Linked DNA regions of Sus scrofa: region 1 is linked to region 2. The links are chromatin contacts, called in public Hi-C maps. All regions are on one chromosome and are shown on one strand. Each heading gives the region's core, a stretch centred on a gene start, on an enhancer-like site or on the middle of the called end of the contact. The rest is flanking DNA. Distances are from core to core; before and after follow the strand shown.

Region 1 (3,592 bases), core at 895-3,394, 87 kb after region 2:
AGTTGTAGCCGGGATCTGTGTTCTTACACCTGTGCTCTCCATTGTGGTTGAAGCAGGCATCAGGGACTTCTTTGCACTGTGGAAGACACAACCATTTGTTCATGTTTAGAGAACGATGCCATAGGAAGTGGCGAGGACAGGTGAGCTGCTCTCCTAGGTCTGCTAACTCCCAGCCATCAGCTTACCTCATCAACATCTTCGCACTGGATGCCATTTCCACTGTAGCCAGGGGGACAAGCACCGCACTTCCAGCTGCCATCAGGGTAGCTGGTACACTTGGCACCAGCAAAGCAAGGATTGGACAGGCATCCATCTGCAACAAGAGAGACAGGCAAATGGTTGGCCTCAGCTGCTGTCACTGCCATTCTGATGACTTAAACCAGGGTGTCAAATATTGGAGGGCCTATACAACTGAAAATGTGTTGAGATTATGTTGAGTCCATCTGGTATTTTAGTGTAATCTAACCACTCAGGACCATTCAAAGCTGAACCCCTGTGAATGCTGACTGTGGCATTCAGTGGTTTTGTCCTGGGCTGTGTGGCTTACCAATGGGACAGTCCTGCTTGTTGCAGATCTGATTTTCTGTCTCATCACCAACGCAGTCCTTGCCTCCAAACTGGGGTGCGGGGTTGTTACAGAGCCGGCTACGTCTCTGTACCCCTCCTCCACAGGTGACGGAACAGATGTCCCATGGTGACCAGGGTCCCCAGCCTCCATTGACTGTAAGAAAATGAACCACAGGTGGAAGTTAAGGCCAATTTTCAAACACTTTACCTTCACAAAAGGTTCTCCTGTGTTTGTTCAAGAAATCTCTGCTACCCTGACACATAGGAAGAATGTTTGGGAAGAGAGTGAATCTGAAGTGGTTCTTCCTGTTTTTCATTAAAGGGAGCTGCTGAACATGTAGGACTGTGCTTCTTTCTATTTTTCTCTAGGAAGGAAACTTTCCCCCTCCACAACCCACCAAGCCAGAGGCTGTGGATGCCAGACGGCCAGCTGGGCAGAGCTGCCAGGCAGTGTGCACACTTACTGGGGCAGGCGTCTCTCTGGCAGGCTTTGGTCTCCCGAGCTTCACCCTCACATGGCTTCCCATTCATTTGGGGACTGGGAGAGTTGCAGAGCCGGATCCTTGTGATCACACCATCTCCACATGTGACAGAACAAGACGACCACGGGGACCAGTGGCTCCAGCCGCCGTCCTGTTTAACTAAAGTACAAAGCTGATGGTTAGACGGTGCTTCCCACCAGCCACTCTGCGCTGCTTTAAGTGCGTTATCTAAACAAAATCCTCAAATAGCCCCATGGAGAACTATTCTTATCCTAATTTGCAGATGATGAAAGAGCCTCAGAGAGGGTAAGCTGTGCTCACGGATGCACAGGTAAGGGGGAGAACTGGGCTTAGATCCAGAGCCTAGAACCTGTACCCTTAACCTCTATGCAGTGGAGTTGCTATTGGTGATACTGAGGACAGGTCAGTTCCCCACAAGCCTAAGCGGCCAGGCTGCTTACATCTCTTGTCACACTCCTGAATGTGGCAGGTCCGAGTCTGCACGGAGGAGCCCTCGCATCTGTTGTTGAGGCTGTCACAGGAGCGGCCACGCTGCTGGATGCCATTGCCACACGTCACAGAGCAAGAGGTCCACTCAGACCATGGGGACCAGCCATCGTCAGCAGAGTCGCTGGCTGCAGAGGAAATGGTTCCTTTAGTGTTCAGTCCTTAAAACAAACTATTCTTTTAGATTTCTCTGCTCAGAACTTTCTTCTCTCCCCAAGGGGTGAAGAGCAATATATTTCTTAGGCCAGTGGCCAAGGGGTTTATCCCTGATCTTTCCATGCACAGCCTTGGGATCATCGCATGCTTTGCCTGGGTCAGTATAGCTGAGCTTTCTCCCAGCACGTGTTCCTCTTCATCCCTGCCTCCTTCCGACTCTCTGCATTTTCACTGAGTTTCCCTTTCCTGACTGAAGACACCTCGATAGGCATTTCCAGCCCAGCCTCGATAGGCATTTCCAGCCCAGCCTCGATAGGCATTTCCAGGCTTCCAAGAATACTTGAGTTTTAGGCAACTTAGAGGAGTCACTTTGAGGGGAGCCAGAGACCATGTGTTTGGCAGATGCGCCTGAAGGCAGCAGAGCTGCTGTTGGCTGTAGCTCTGGCTTGGTCATGAGGTTAGTCAGCATGTTGCTTCTCTCACCCTAGTATGTGGGGCTTTTTCTGCACATATTTTCACAAGAGGAAAATGTGTTTGTTTACCATCTGCCCAGGCACCATGACTACAATCACATCTCACTGTATCAGACACGAGACAGGGGACTTGTCCTCTCCTGCCATCAGTTGGACGTTTTCCTAGCACTCCCTGATTCAAATTCGGAGCTCTGCTAGTCCCCAGCTAGCTTTGTTCCCTGTACCCACACCTGAAGTGGATTTTGAACAGAAAGTGCTGAACAAATGATTACAGCAGTGCCCATGTCACTAACATCTCTGGAGATGACTGCTTATTCTGAGCTGTGGTCAGTGTGCAAAGGTGTGTGTGTGTTGGGGGGAACTGGGGGGTGTGGGTGTGAAGATAAGTGCTTCATTCCTGTTTTATTTAGCTTAGTCTTGATGAATCATTTTAATGATTTGTACCTACTCTATTGTCCCAGCAAAGTGATACAACAAAACCCAGGGATTGGGTGCAATGAAACAGTACAGTGCCCTAGTTCATGGAGGACCCTGAAACTCAAACTGCTGTTTTCTCTGAGGTCTCTTAGGCCTGTAGATAAAATGGGCAGAACTTTCAGGCCCAGGTAAGTCCAGTGCTCGCAGCAAAGCCCATCAATTTCTCGGTGAGCAGATTTTTCTTCACTCTAGGCCATAAGGTCAAATTCTATCTTAGAGCTTTGCTGCCACAAATTCACCTCTCCTTTCCTCAAAGCATTGAATCATACTCAGTAAGCTATACCAAGACTGTTGCCTGTCCCATAATCCAGGGGGAAGTAATTAAGTTGAATCATGATAGAGTTTTTGGCTCTATGTGGCAGACAGGCCAGATGCTACAGCAAAAAACTGAAGGGAAACAGCTGATGGAGGTGGGGGTGGGGTACTGGCATTATGTTCTGCTGTCCACTGTTTAGGTAAAGCTGAACCAGTAGTCGAAGCAGGGTTAAGTTTTAGGAACTTACGCCAACACCGAGGGCAGCATTCTCCATCAGGAACTGTGGCATTAGAGCAGGGCATGATGGGGCAGGACACTTTTTTGCAGATGGTAACTGAGTTCTGCCGGGCAAGAGTGACAGAGAAATAGGTTACTAGGCATACTGCAAGCAAAAGCTGACAAACTGTCACATTTCAATTACAAAAGTAAACGTGGTCAGGGTTGTAAGTGCTCTAGTGGAATGATTTTAATACAAGATCTGCCTCTGTCATGTTGGCAGCCATCAACAATGTAGAGACAGTTCTAGTGCTAGTTGCTTGTCACTCCATCCCTCGGAGAGTTCTTTCTTAATTGCCACTTAGTCATTTCTTCATGCACAGGAGCATTAAGAATTTATCCAATGGGAACCACCACACATTATGGGTCAGATCTATCACTCTGTGTCTGAATTCAAA
Region 2 (3,947 bases), core at 483-2,982:
ATTTGGGACACTTTTTTGTATTCTTAGATGAAATCACTTCTGTGAAGTCTGCTGGCTAGGATTTTATATGAATATTAATTTTATGATCAGATGGTAGAGGTTTTGGTTGTCTTCATTTTTATGTCCCTTAGGATTAACATAATGCTGGCACATTACGGGTGCCCCCAAAGTGTTTGTTTTATGAGTAAAGGAAAGAATGAATGGAATTTGACACTGTACTTTTTATTTTCAAGGAGGAGGAATGGCAGAGTAAAAGCTCATTTGCTATTTTTATAAACATAATTTAAGTCTCCCCAAACACTGGAAGTTCACTACTGAATTAAAGGTGTGCCATTTTTTTTTTCTCCAAGAACAGAAAAGATAGAATAAAACTTTTTTTGTTTAGTATTAATACAATAGAAAAAAATGTCATTTTTTTGTTTGCTAATACTTTTTTGTTATATCAACTGAATATAGTGGTGATGTGGATCAGTTTTAATGCCACTTTTGTAAGTTGTGCAACCTTGTCCTTGCTTTTTCATTCGAACTGTTCTCCACACTGAAGATACCAGCTCCTGAGTGTGAAGTTGACCTACATAGAAGGCGTCTTGGTTGATTCTTTTTGTTGATCCTGAGTCATTTTACTGTTGCCCTTCTCTCCACTTGAGATGAGGTTTTGCATATGATAAACATTTTGTGACCTTCTGAACTGAATATGGATGTGGAAATCCAAATTTCTTACTTGATTTTGTTACTAAAAGTTCTCTTTTGTTACTTTTCATTATGGGGGGACTTAGAATAATGGTTTTACTTCTCCACTACTGACAAAGTATAAATTCTTTAACTTAATCTTAGTACAAGACTTCTTTAATTATAAGGAGTTCCCTGGTGGCACAGTAGGTTAAGGACCTGGCATTGTCACTGCTATGGCTCTGGTTATTGCTATAGCAAGGGTTTGATTCCTGGCCTGGGAACTTCTACATGCCACAGGTATGGCCAAGAAAAAAAAATCTTATTAAATTATGTTTCTTTCTCTTTCTTTCTTTTTCTTTTTTTTGCTCTTTAGTGCCACACCTGCAACATATGGAAGTTCTCAGGCTAGGGGCCGAGTCTGAGCTACAGCTACTGGCCTATACCACAGCCACAGCAATGTGGGATCTGAGCTGAGTCTGCAACCTATACCACAGCTCATGGCAATGCTGGATTCCCGACCCACTGAGCAAGGCCGGGGATAGAACCTGCATCCTCATGGATACTAGTTAGATTCATTTCCTCTGGACCGCAGTGGAAACTCTGGATTCTTTAAGTATATAATGAGGGCTGTGAGAGGTTGAGACAATTATGTTCATACATGAAATGCATCCTTTCTAAAGGATGCTGATTTTTCTGATATTTGCTATTTGTATGTGAAAGCTTTGCCATTTATTCTACTTTTTCCTTGTGCTGAGAAAGTCAAGAAAAAGCATTTTTTCTTAAGCTCCTCCACTGACAGGGTTTCAGCAGTCACAGAAACTACTTTTTTTTTTTCATTTAGCAGATAGATGCCCCTGTGCCCTTCATGATACTGGCTTGCAGGGAGCCCATTCTTGGGTTTAGCAACCTTGTCAGTTACTGAGTCTCATCCACGTGCTAGCATTTTTTACATGATCCTCTGCTGAGCAGATCTGAGAATTGAGGAATTACTCTAACAGCTACAGTGCTTGTTGAAGAAGCAAGCAGGGTCACTAGTGTACAGGGACAGCATAACCAATCCTAATTGTTACTGTTTAAAACTTGGTGATCCTGGCCAAGAAAGTACTGAGATCCAGGATGTGAGAGCTGTGATGCGTATTTTTGGGCACTTGTGGCACATGACCAGTAGTCTAAGTATTGGTGCTGATAGCTTTTTACAGGGAGTGCCAGCCTCATTTGGTCCTGCCACTGTGTGAGGTCTGTGGGCAGAGGGCCAGTGAAGCACAAAGCCCAAACCTCAGAAAGCAAATTTGGCTCTGGTAACTTCTTTTAGAGACTGCTTCATTTCTTTAAAGAAAGCAGCAGTATTTTTGTTTAGCCCTAAAAAAAATCCAGTTCTTCAAAGCTGGTTTTTAAGTGCAAAACTTACAAAAGGTCAATTTTTTGAAAAATAAATAAAACATATACAATCTAATAGTTCATAGGATTCTGGAAAGTACACAATTTCATTGGTGCTAATAACTCTGCTCTTAAAAGAATTCTACTTGAAAAAGAGTGGGGGAGAAAGCCAGTGTTTAGGGAGTTATAAATAAATAGAAGTCTGTCTGAGAAATTGTTCTGGAAAAGAGAGTTATAGGAACTCGGGGACAAGCATAATATCATGTTATCAGATTGGAATGGGAGAGACATGGGTTGACATTAAGGTCTCGTTAGATTACCACCCCTTATTTGCATGATGTGTTGAGGTGAAGAATTAGCTGTGACCCCGAGCGTTAGCCAGGGTCCCCAGATGCAGGGACCCTCCATCTTCCTGGGGAATTGCTGAGTCATCTCCGAGACCCAGGGCGGAGTGTGTGGAAGGGGCATCTGTGGAAGGATCCTCAGTGACGCTTTCCACCTAAGGTGCTATTTTGCTTTTTCTCAGCATTATTGACAAGCCTTCTGGCTTATAATTGGGGAACAGAGCTGGGATCCAGGAGGCCTGGGCTCGTTTGCATTTGTTACCAATGCAAAGCGGGCCCTCAATCAGTGTGCCTTCTCTCCTCTGTAAATGAGGGCATGAGATAGAGGAACCCACCATCCCCTGAGTGTAAGTAGTTAAACGTAAGTGGATACCTTCTTTCCAGAAGAAAATGTGAGCTTTGATGATTCTCTCATAATGGTTCAGAACTTCCAAAATGTCATATAATTCAGCCTATTTCAGTTGTCTTTTGCATATTCATATAAAGCCACAAGACTGACAGTGAGAACTTCTTAGAAAATACTTTATAGGTAGCAGGGTGCTTTCTGTATGTTTCTTTTGATTCTCACAAAAAAACATTTGAGGTAGGTTAGTTTGCCTACCTTACAGATGAAGAAATTGAAGTTCATGTTAAGAATTTTTCCTCCTGCTGTATAGCACAAGGAACTAAATCCAGTCACTTGTGATGGAACATGATGGAGGATAATGTGAGGAAAAAGAAGGTTTGTGTATATGTATGACTGGGTTACTTTGCTGTAGAGTAGAAATTGACAGAACACTGTAAATCAACTGTAATGGAAAAAAATAAAATCATAAATTTTTTTTCCCCCAAGTCTTTTAAGTGTAAGCAGCAGAGCCAGGATTTGAACCCAAGTCCTCTGCTTCAGGTGCCACACCCTCAGACACTGTTCATTCCCCAGGAAGGATGTTGGATGTCCTTAAGAATTTCTGTATGCCATGGTCATGGCCATCACCACCCCTCCATCTGCTCTGCCACTCCAGTCTGGTCTAACAAAGACATCTTTTTAAGGTTCAAACCGATTCATGTACTTCCTCTCTGTACAGATGTTCTTGTCTGGCACTCAAAGCCCCTTGAAATATGCACAGCTGCCCTTTCAGTCTCGTCTGATCTTTAACTCTTACTCTGGTCCTGGAGTTCTCTACTGAATTCCCCTCAAACACCCTTAGGTTAATTACCCAGTGCTTTTGGTGGCACCCTTTCTATCCCTCATTTCCTGCTTCTGTGTGTCCATTGCTTACCAATCTTTAGGGCCGAATCCAGATCCTCCTTCTCTGTCCAGCCTTCCCATAAGACTCCCACTATACAATCTAAATGGGTCACAGAGAAAATTCATAAGATCAAAATATGTGTTCAGCCACCTTGTAACTTTTAAAAATTGTTTAATTTAGATGAAGTCCAAGCTGTACATTTGCAGCTAGAATGCTAATATTAGAGAGCAGTGTGATTTCATTTGATTCAATTGAAGTAAGTTGGTAGCATTTGAGAACATTTACAAATGCCTGTCATTCCTAATTTTTAAAAAGTAGTTGCCAT

The links. Hi-C and Micro-C count contacts between places; a contact is called where the count stands out from the background.
Region 1: a Hi-C map of heart right ventricle shows a contact between it and region 2, with 3 times the contacts expected there. The contact joins two enhancer-like sites. A contact is called at or near these places in 1 of 5 promoter capture datasets (liver) and 2 of 47 Hi-C or Micro-C datasets (embryonic fibroblasts and heart right ventricle).

What each region holds. Positions count from the first base shown.
Region 1 is chr1:131,738,422-131,742,013 of Sscrofa11.1, forward strand. It overlaps THBS1 (thrombospondin 1), which reads right to left. Exons shown (of 22, transcript NM_001244536.1): 7 at 3,166-3,259; 8 at 1,511-1,684; 9 at 1,032-1,208; 10 at 548-721; 11 at 186-313; 12 at 1-76. Among named protein-coding and RNA genes, the nearest start is that of THBS1, 5.9 kb to the right of the region's middle. Within about 2 kb of position 2,145, at least 10 of the 83 cell types and tissues checked have an H3K27ac peak or open chromatin away from gene starts, as enhancers often do.
Region 2 is chr1:131,651,584-131,655,530 of Sscrofa11.1, forward strand. The region is part of intron 10 of FSIP1 (fibrous sheath-interacting protein 1); the gene reads left to right. Among named protein-coding and RNA genes, the nearest start is that of THBS1, 93 kb to the right of the region's middle. Within about 2 kb of position 1,733, at least 2 of the 83 cell types and tissues checked have an H3K27ac peak or open chromatin away from gene starts, as enhancers often do.